2 separate regions of the Mus musculus genome follow, and region 1 is linked to region 2. A link is a contact called in public Hi-C data. All regions are on one chromosome and are shown on one strand. The core of a region is the stretch at or near the end of the contact, and the rest is flanking DNA. Distances in the headings are between cores, read along the strand shown.

The links. Hi-C and Micro-C count contacts between places; a contact is called where the count stands out from the background.
Region 1: a Hi-C map of uterus shows a contact between it and region 2, with 2.7 times the contacts expected there. The contact joins two enhancer-like sites.

The regions. Positions count from the first base shown.
Region 1 is chr15:63,337,734-63,342,109 of GRCm38.p6, forward strand. No RefSeq gene overlaps it. Among named protein-coding and RNA genes, the nearest start is that of Gm41335, 17 kb to the right of the region's middle. Within about 2 kb of position 2,833, at least 70 of the 459 cell types and tissues checked have an H3K27ac peak or open chromatin away from gene starts, as enhancers often do. A contact at or near this core is called in uterus, where this site is marked.
Region 2 is chr15:62,586,335-62,590,718 of GRCm38.p6, forward strand. No RefSeq gene overlaps it. Among named protein-coding and RNA genes, the nearest start is that of Gm41333, 81 kb to the right of the region's middle. Within about 2 kb of position 2,402, at least 4 of the 459 cell types and tissues checked have an H3K27ac peak or open chromatin away from gene starts, as enhancers often do. A contact at or near this core is called in uterus, where this site is marked.

The DNA of each region.
Region 1 (4,376 bases), core at 1,583-4,082, 750 kb after region 2:
TTAAAAAGAGTCTCTTTAACCAGAAATGATTTGAAAAAAAATTGAGTATTACTGGATTATAAAATTGTACTGACTTAGAGAGTAACACTGGTGTGAAAACTATGAGTGGAGGAGCTAGGCAAAATTGTTTGATGTGACAGGTTACAGTGGGGAATAAGAAGTGTCTGCACCCCCTTCTTTGTGAATTGCAACTTTCTAATACAAAGTTTCATTGGAAAAATCAAATATTCAGTTAGGGTCCTAGCAAAGGGAGCTTCTATCAGGGAGCCAAAGGATTCATATACTATATGTTGTATAAACTTCCAGAAATATGAGTTAAGTGTTGGTCAGGGCAGTAATAAACAAAAGTGTAGACAAGTCCATGGAGTCATGCTTAGAGAGATCTAGCCAGGGATGCTTCAACATGTCAAGAAATGTCCATTGGAAAGAATTGGCTAACTCCATTAGCCAAGTTCAAGTAACAAGCTGACAATAAACCAAAGATCAATGTTCTCACTTCTGAATTTATCATAAAAACTTAACATGAAATAATAGAAGGGAAGAAAAAGAGGGAACAGCCGGGCATGGTGGCACATGCCTTTAATCCCAGCACTTGGGAGGCAGAGGCAGGCAGATTTCTGAATTCGAGGCCAGCCTGGTCTACAAAGTAAATTCTAGGACATCCAGGGCTATACAGAGAAACCCTGTCTTGAAAAACCAAAAAGAAAAAAAAAGGGAAGAAAAAGAAAAAGAAAAAGAAAAAGAAAAAGAAAAAGAAGAAGAAGAAGAAAAAGAAAAAGAAAAAGAAAAAGAAGAAGAAAAAGAAAAAGAAAAAGAAAAAGAAAAAGAAAAAGAAAAAGAAAAAAAAAGAAAAAGAAAAAGACTGGGCAACTGATGAAGTGTTGGTTTATCCTTGCATTCTTTTATACATCTAAGTTACCCAACTTAGTGAGAGAGATGTGAAGAGAGGTCTTATTATTGAATCAAGACTAGAATTTTAACTTATATTTACACAGGTTGTATTGTATACTCACAGGATATTTTGTTATAAATTTTTGAAAGATAAAATAAGCAAATGGTTGCTTATAGGTAATTATGTTCAGATTACAATCTGGCAACATTTTCCAGAAGTGTCCTGGACAACTGATCTCAGAAGTCAAATAATATCATTAGATATAATGTTCAAACTGAAGCTATGTTTTTATTGAATTTCATGAGTCATATTCCTTTCCTGTATCAGTTATAAATTTTACTATTATATTCACTTTGCATGATCTTCACTATCTAATTGTGGTCCTAAAGTTGATTGTGTACTATACTCATTGTTAGGGATGGTACGTACAAGTTAAAATTGCTATCCTAAATAAATATATTATTCTATAAATAACTAGAACTTTCTTTTCTAAATTAATATATAAATAAGCATATGTATACCTCTAAAAGCTATTTGCATACTTTTATAATCTGGTGTCATATGGTAAATAAATGAATAAAAGCATGAAATAAAATAAGTAGCATAAACTATTATTGGTGTACTCTGAACAGTAAGTCTCATATTAACATCAAGTTCAAAAGAGAACTTACATCATCTTTAGGAAAGATTTTAGAGGGCACGTAGGTCTTCACTGGAGTCATTTGTAAATTTGTCAGAGAAATTTCATTCACATCACATCAAAATTTCTTAAAACTATTTAAAGAAATCTTATTTAGGTAGTTATTTATTTAACTTATTTATTTAGTTTATGTGTATGAGTGATTTGCCTGTATGTAATTTTTTTCTGTGTGTGTGATGTGTGTGTGTGATATATGTGTGTGTGATGTATGTGTGTGTGTGTGTGCATGTGTAGTACATTATGACATTATGTCTGGTGCTCATTGAAGTCAGGAGTCATATCCACAAAATTCTAATTACAAACATTTGTGAGTTACTACGTAGGTGCTGGGAATTGAACCTGAGTCCTCTGTAAGAGTAGCCAGTGCTCTAAACTGCTGACCTATCCATTTCTCCAGCACCTTACAGCATTTTCCCCATATTTCATCTGACTTTATCACCTAGTTGCATCCAAGAGTTTCTTTGTAAATTCTTAAACTCTGAGAAACTCTGAATGTGTGCAATTTTTCTCCTTCTAGCTTCCCTAATCTGTCAGATATGGGACTTTCTCATAAGGCCCTCACTCCTTATAATGACAATAAAATAACCATTCCCTGCATCTTAGCTCCATCTGTTTACCCTTGCCTCCATCACCATGAGAAAATTGCTGGGATCTTGATTAGTTAGTATTTCTGTCATGTAAGGATACACATAAGCTCATAGAATGGGTGTCTCCATGTGCACTTGAGTCACAGAAAGCATTCAAACAAGAACAGTGCTATCAAGCCTTGAACTAGGCAATAAAATTGGATGTTCATATTATGTACACATCCCTATTGTGCATACTCTCTGATCCTGAATGCTAGGAATTTGGAATCTACATGTTCTGTCACATTCTCTCCTACCTTGGAAATGTAGTTCCTGAAGAAAAGAGCCACACTGAAGCCTAAGGAACCAATAATCAGTTGCTCTTTCTAATTGAGCACTTCTCTTTGCTTAGATTTTGGAAGAAGCATGAAAATGATTTACTGATTTAGGAACTGGGTGGAGTGGACCACAGAAAGACAAATCAAAAACATCTGGAATGAACTATTTGAGAGAGAAACGGGGAGGGAAAAAAAAAGTAGAGCTTTCAAATGAAACGAAGTACAGATGATTTGGCCAAATTCAAGCCAAGCCAAACACTCACATTAAACATTGCACTTGGGTCTGGTTCAATAGCAGGAGCCGGCAAGGGGGAGCCTCAGCCAACACTGCATCAGAGGCACATTGTGGAGGGAGGAAATGAGTTTAGTCAAGCCAGCTGTGACTTCAAAGCCGTGGCTCTCCCAGAGAACAGTGGGAAAGGGTTCCCCCTTCAGTGAAGACTGCAAAGTTCATCCAAAGACAGTCCGAAGGGAACTAACTCTGGGAAGAAGCAAATTGCATTCCACACTCTAAATAATACTTTCCTTGCATGAAGTGGTGGTGACCATCTATTTAAAGAGACAGAAAAAGAATGAGGAAGAGGTGATAAGGAGACGTCTCTGATGCACATTCCAGGACACACAAAACTGGTGTGTCTGTGTTTGCTTTTCAGCAAAGATAGGCATGTCTTTGCATGAGTCATGCTTCCAGCTATGTGAAAGGTGACAACACAGGATTTCTCTTCTGAAAGATTCCCATGATTTCTTTCCCCTCTTTGAACTTCTAGAAAACTAATATTTCTTTCAATGCATTTCCTCAGTAAAATTTTATCAAGAAACCCATGGTGGGTTAGGTGGGGGTAAAACAAAGATAAGCAAGGAGAAGCTAGACATATAAACAAAGGCTTATGGTATTGAACCAGAAGCCCCTGTTAGAGCAATGGTTCCCAGAGAGTAGTCTCCTAAAAGGTGAAAGCAGAGGCAAGAACAGCACTGGGGTAGGAAAGTTTGCAAGCTCTAGCCTCAATGCACTGAATGAGAAGGTGCAGTTGGTTTATTGAGCTCTCCCATTGATTCAGATAAGTCTTAAACCTGGGAAACCACTTTTATAAAATAGAAACAGAGGCTTCTGGAGCAGAGAGCCAGTACTACTGAGCCAAAATGGAGATCTTCTACCATGTACAAATCATGGGCTCATCTCCAGGTTAGAATTCTATAGGTGGCCCTCTGTCAATACACAACCATGAGCCTTTGCTTCTAAGTAAACTGCTAAGATTCAAAGGTAAGGAATTATTTATTCTACACCCTCCCCAGCCTTCTCCTTCCAGCTCAATGACTCTCAACCTGTAGGTCATGACCCCCAAAGACCAATATCTATACTGCTAGTCATAACAGTAGCAAAATTACGTTTGAGGGTCACCACGACATGAGGAACTTTATTTAAAGGGTCACTGCATTCGGAAGGTTGAGAACTCACTGTTCTAGCTAGCTTCAGGTCCAGTTCTTGGATGATACAGCTTTTAGAACTTACTTTGAGACACTAATTCTGAAAGTTTACACTCCTCAGGAAATCTTGGCAAGCATGTATTTGCAAAACTTTCCAACTCTTGAATATTCGAGAAGAATAGTGGTTATCTCCTTGAAGCACTCACTGGATGATTGGATCTCTACTGGATGATTGGATTGGCATCCTTATCAAGGGTTTTCTCTTAGTATGCTTGGGCACCTCCGCTGATGAAGATTGCACTATCTCAGGCTGCAGTTTGCTTCCTTTGAGACAGCTCCTTTTAGAAAGCACTTCCTTCTTCTGGGCTGAGCACTGCCATCATTTCCATTCCATTTGTTAGTTATAATTCTATCCCTTGGGAACTCATAGCAAAGATACTTACATATTAATGTGA
Region 2 (4,384 bases), core at 1,152-3,651:
ATTTTTTTTTTTAATGAGGATTCTGCAACCAAGAATGGAAAGCACGTGCTACAGAGATCTTTGGTGAGTGGACATTCCCAGAAGATGATCAGGGTGGCAGCTTTTCTGCTGGTCAGCTTTGGAATTAGCAGCCCTCTAAGGTGCTCACCTCGCGCGACTAACCACAATACCTTCATAGTGTGATTCTGAATAAGGAACGCTAGTCAGTTGCTCCTTTCCTCAATTCTTGGCCTGATTTTCTTCTGGGTCTCTTCATTTTGACACTCCTTCCCTTCCCTATTCCACCCCTTTCCTTTTTCTTTCACTTCTTCTAATCTACTTTTGTCTTCTTGCTCCTATAAAGAAATTCTATGAACTGTGTGGCGCAGGTGACTATCACAACACCCTTGTACAGCTTCTTTGTCCATTTTTCTGTCTTCAACACTCATTTCTGCTATTTGTGAAATTTTTTTCATGGTTCAGATATGTTTCCCACATGCCATAAAACTTCCACATCTTATGACTGACTTTAAGTACCCTGGGGTCATAATGTCTACTTGCAATCACATATACACCTATACAGTCATCTCTTTGTTCCTCATTCATTTCCCTGTTTATTGAACACAGCTGATATGCCAGATGTCGTCATAGGTTGAGAAAGTTTTCTAAAGACTATACAAAGTGAAACAGACTTGGTTCTCATGTTATGATTTCAGTCGAGAAGCTATCTACAAATCATGTGGCCATCACATATTCATAGTTGGGGATTTGGGTAAAACATGCAAAGAAAATAATGTTAAGAGAACACAAAAAATAAACTCTCTAGATGGGAGAGGTCCAGGAGTATTTGTTACTTAGGATGAAAATAAAGAGATCAAACAGATCTAAACAAGCATAGGTGAAGAAGGAATGAGAAGACTGTCAGTGCAGATCAATGCTCCCCTCTCTGCTGCTAGGTCTTCTTAGATCAGTAGTAGAGACAAAAATATCCATTTCAAACGAATTATACCAGGGTAAAGTACACTGACAATAAGCACAGATAATTAAGGTGTTTTCAGGTACCATTGAGTTGAGCAAGGAAAATAAAATATTTTGTTGGAGGAAGGGGTGTATCTTAAATATAAGGAATGGTTGGTGGAGGATTGTGAACAAGGGGGAGTGGATAAAAGTATGTTCTCTGTAATCAGATCATCTGGGTTAGGTTGGTCAGTGTGTGTGTGTGTGTGTGTGTGTGTGTGTGTGATAATGTGTTTAAGATAATTCTCTATAAAAGCCAGACTGCTGAAGGTAAACTTGACTTTGAAGCTCAAGGGGAAAATCCAAGGAGGAGAAACAATTAAGCAGAAGTCATTTGTGAATGTGATGTTTCCTGGAACTGCTTAGACTCCCTTGGGAGTGAAGAATGGTATCCATCCCTATATTCAGAGAACAAACTAGCTTTATGATATGGTCTGCACCAGTTCTCCAACACCTTAAAGTCTCATTTTCCTTCCCAAGTCCTTAAAGGTGTGATAATTGCTCTGAGGAACATGATGACAACCCAGGGGGCATTTTACAGTGACCATGTCTGTGGCTTGCATATCAAGTACCTTCTCTTTTATTGTTCCCACTAGAATATGGAAATCTCCAGTAGGAACAGTTTGATCACCAAGAAATCCATCTTAAATGGAAAACTAATAGATTAGATGATATCTTGTCTGAATAATACTTACAAAGTCTTGAAGCATTCTTAAGTGGAAAGAGTATATACCGCTATTCAACTGCATTTTAAATGTTCTGGATGATATTTGAGTTACTCAAAGTATTCTTGTGCTGTAGAAGGTTCCTGAAATCTCACTTTCCCCCTGGTATAGCAGAAGAAGGGTTAATTGAACTGGGGGGTAATGGGGGGTTCTGTGGGAGAAGTAAGTCAGATAAGGAACTTCTTTAGAAAGAATCTTCAGAAAGGCTTCCCAAATTCAGCTTCCTTCCTATTATTTGAGTGTTTCAATGACATCTAGCTAGTTAACATGTGTTGGCTTGTAAACCCAGTACCTCTTCTTTTGCTCACATCATATTGTTTTTGACCTGTTAGGTATTCCTATCTACACTGGTAACAGTCTACTACCTTGAACCCATCCATGAACTCTTTTAAACAGCCAGCTTAAAGAAAAACAACAAAATGTTCACTAGGAAAGCCACACATTCTCTGCTTTGCTAAGCTCCATTTTTTAAACATTTGAAAGCAATAAAAAAAAAAAACAATTATTTCCAACATCACAGAACTGATTATTCTAGGGAACCAAACAGGTTGTAAAAGCTGACGGGATCTGCTTCCATGAAGAGCAATCTAAGTGATAATGAAAGATTGTTTCACGGAGGAGGGATGACTGGGGCATTACAGTGATGGAACCACTCATTACTGGGGCAATGTTTTCTCAGCTGCAACAAGGCTATCCTTATTTGGCTTTCTTTCATTCTCCATCTCAAAGAGTATTACACAACCCAGTGTTTATTGCTGAAATTACATTCTGTTTGTAAAGTGCCAAGTAAGAAACAAGTAGCAAGCAGAAGAGGCAAAATTTTCACTTCATAAAGAATTGAAACTAAATTATCTTGATAAAGATTATATCTACTTCTAGTGGGTCATGGGAAGTCACACGAAGAACTTTGAAACAGGAGAAATAAAGAGACATCAGTTGTATAAAGCTTTGCTCCAGGAACTACATGGGCTGGCAGAGACAAATGTGTTTGCCTTCTGATGAGGGACATACTAATTATTTACCATATATCCTTGATGGTATAAAAACATAACAAGAGAAGCAGAAATCAGGCGTAGATAAAGCTATGATTGATGGTAATTGATGCTTGGCATAGAGAAAAAGTACTAGCTTGTACTGTAGTATGCAAGGTTCTGTAAATCTTACTCTAAATTTTGATATATCATTCATATATTCTTGAAATGATCAGAGGGATAATTTATACCATGCCTTTAATGCACAACCATATTTTGTAGCGAAAGAATCAGAGCTTGGCTCTAGTATTGGATTGTTTCTACCTGCTCAGCCTTACCCTTGAGCTTGGGAAGCCAGAGCAGCATGACTTATCTGCTGTGTTTCAGTGCATCTGTAGAAAAATACATTAGGTTTCTTCTAGATTGGCCATGCAAACCTAAACTATGGTGAAGGAGAAAAGTACAGCAAAGGTTTAGAAACACTCAGAGAAACTCACTGCTGCCAAGACATGCAGAAGAGTCACAGGAAGGGGGGGGGGCATGCATCATTCACAAAGATATAAAAGCTTAAAAACAGAAAGACAACTGAAAAAGAAAATCCTGGTACTTCATCAAAGAATATCAAAAGAACCAAGTGGCATTTACATGACCCTGGGAAAGCAACCCACTGTCTCTGATCTTTGGTAGCCTGTCCAGCTCAGGGGCTTCAGAGATGCTTAGCTTTTAGAGTGCTTGTACTTATTGAATGAGACATGGCATTCAAAGCATCTGCTCCTCAATGCACTGTTTTTTTTCTAGTTCTTTGGCTTGTGTTTTTAAAACCCATTTGATCATCATGAGAACTAACTAGGATAGAATGACCCTGGATCTACCCATCAGGAAACTGAGAAGAAACTCGTTGTCAATTTTGAGTTTCAGCCATCCTTACTAAGGATGTTGACACAGAGCTGCTGTCTTTAGTAATATCTCATCATGACAGTTCTCTATCACAGAAGCCATCCCATCCTCATGAACTTCTCTTTAACTTTTCTATTAGCTTATTAATGGGATTGGGGAGATGGATATCATTTAATAGGACATTTCTCTGTCTCTGTGTAAAGCTTGACATTCATAAATTAAAGAGGCTGTTCATTTGCATCCTGCTGAGGAGGCCACATGTCTGGCTCTGATGAGATGATTTGTAATCATAAGTCTTCCATTGCTATTACATATGTTAAGTGATGGGGAGAAAAAGGAGCCCCTGAGATAATTGGGGGAGCAGAGAAGGAAGAGAAAACAGGGGAGAGGCAAGTCTGTGATAAAAAAGCTTGCAAAATTCTGACTCTGATAGAGACAGACTGATAGAATGCAAAATGACAGTATGAACCTGAGTCCTGTAGGAAGGATGGATAAAGAACCAGTGTTTTCAGGGTATCACATTTCTTTAGATTAAGGGCTTTGGGGGGGGGGGGTGATTGGCAGGATAGGAAGTATTAAAATGAGCTTCAGAATCTGCGGTGTCTCCCTTGTTCTGCCTTCCTGTGATATGTGGAGTATTGACTTCAATGGACTTCATGGAAGATGGGAACTATTAATGCAAGCATATTAAGCCGTGGGTCAAGAACTATAATGGTAGAATGGTCTGTGTCATTTTTATAAGATCCAAATCTTGCTGGGAAAATTGGGAATTGTATCAAAAAGGATCTGTCTATC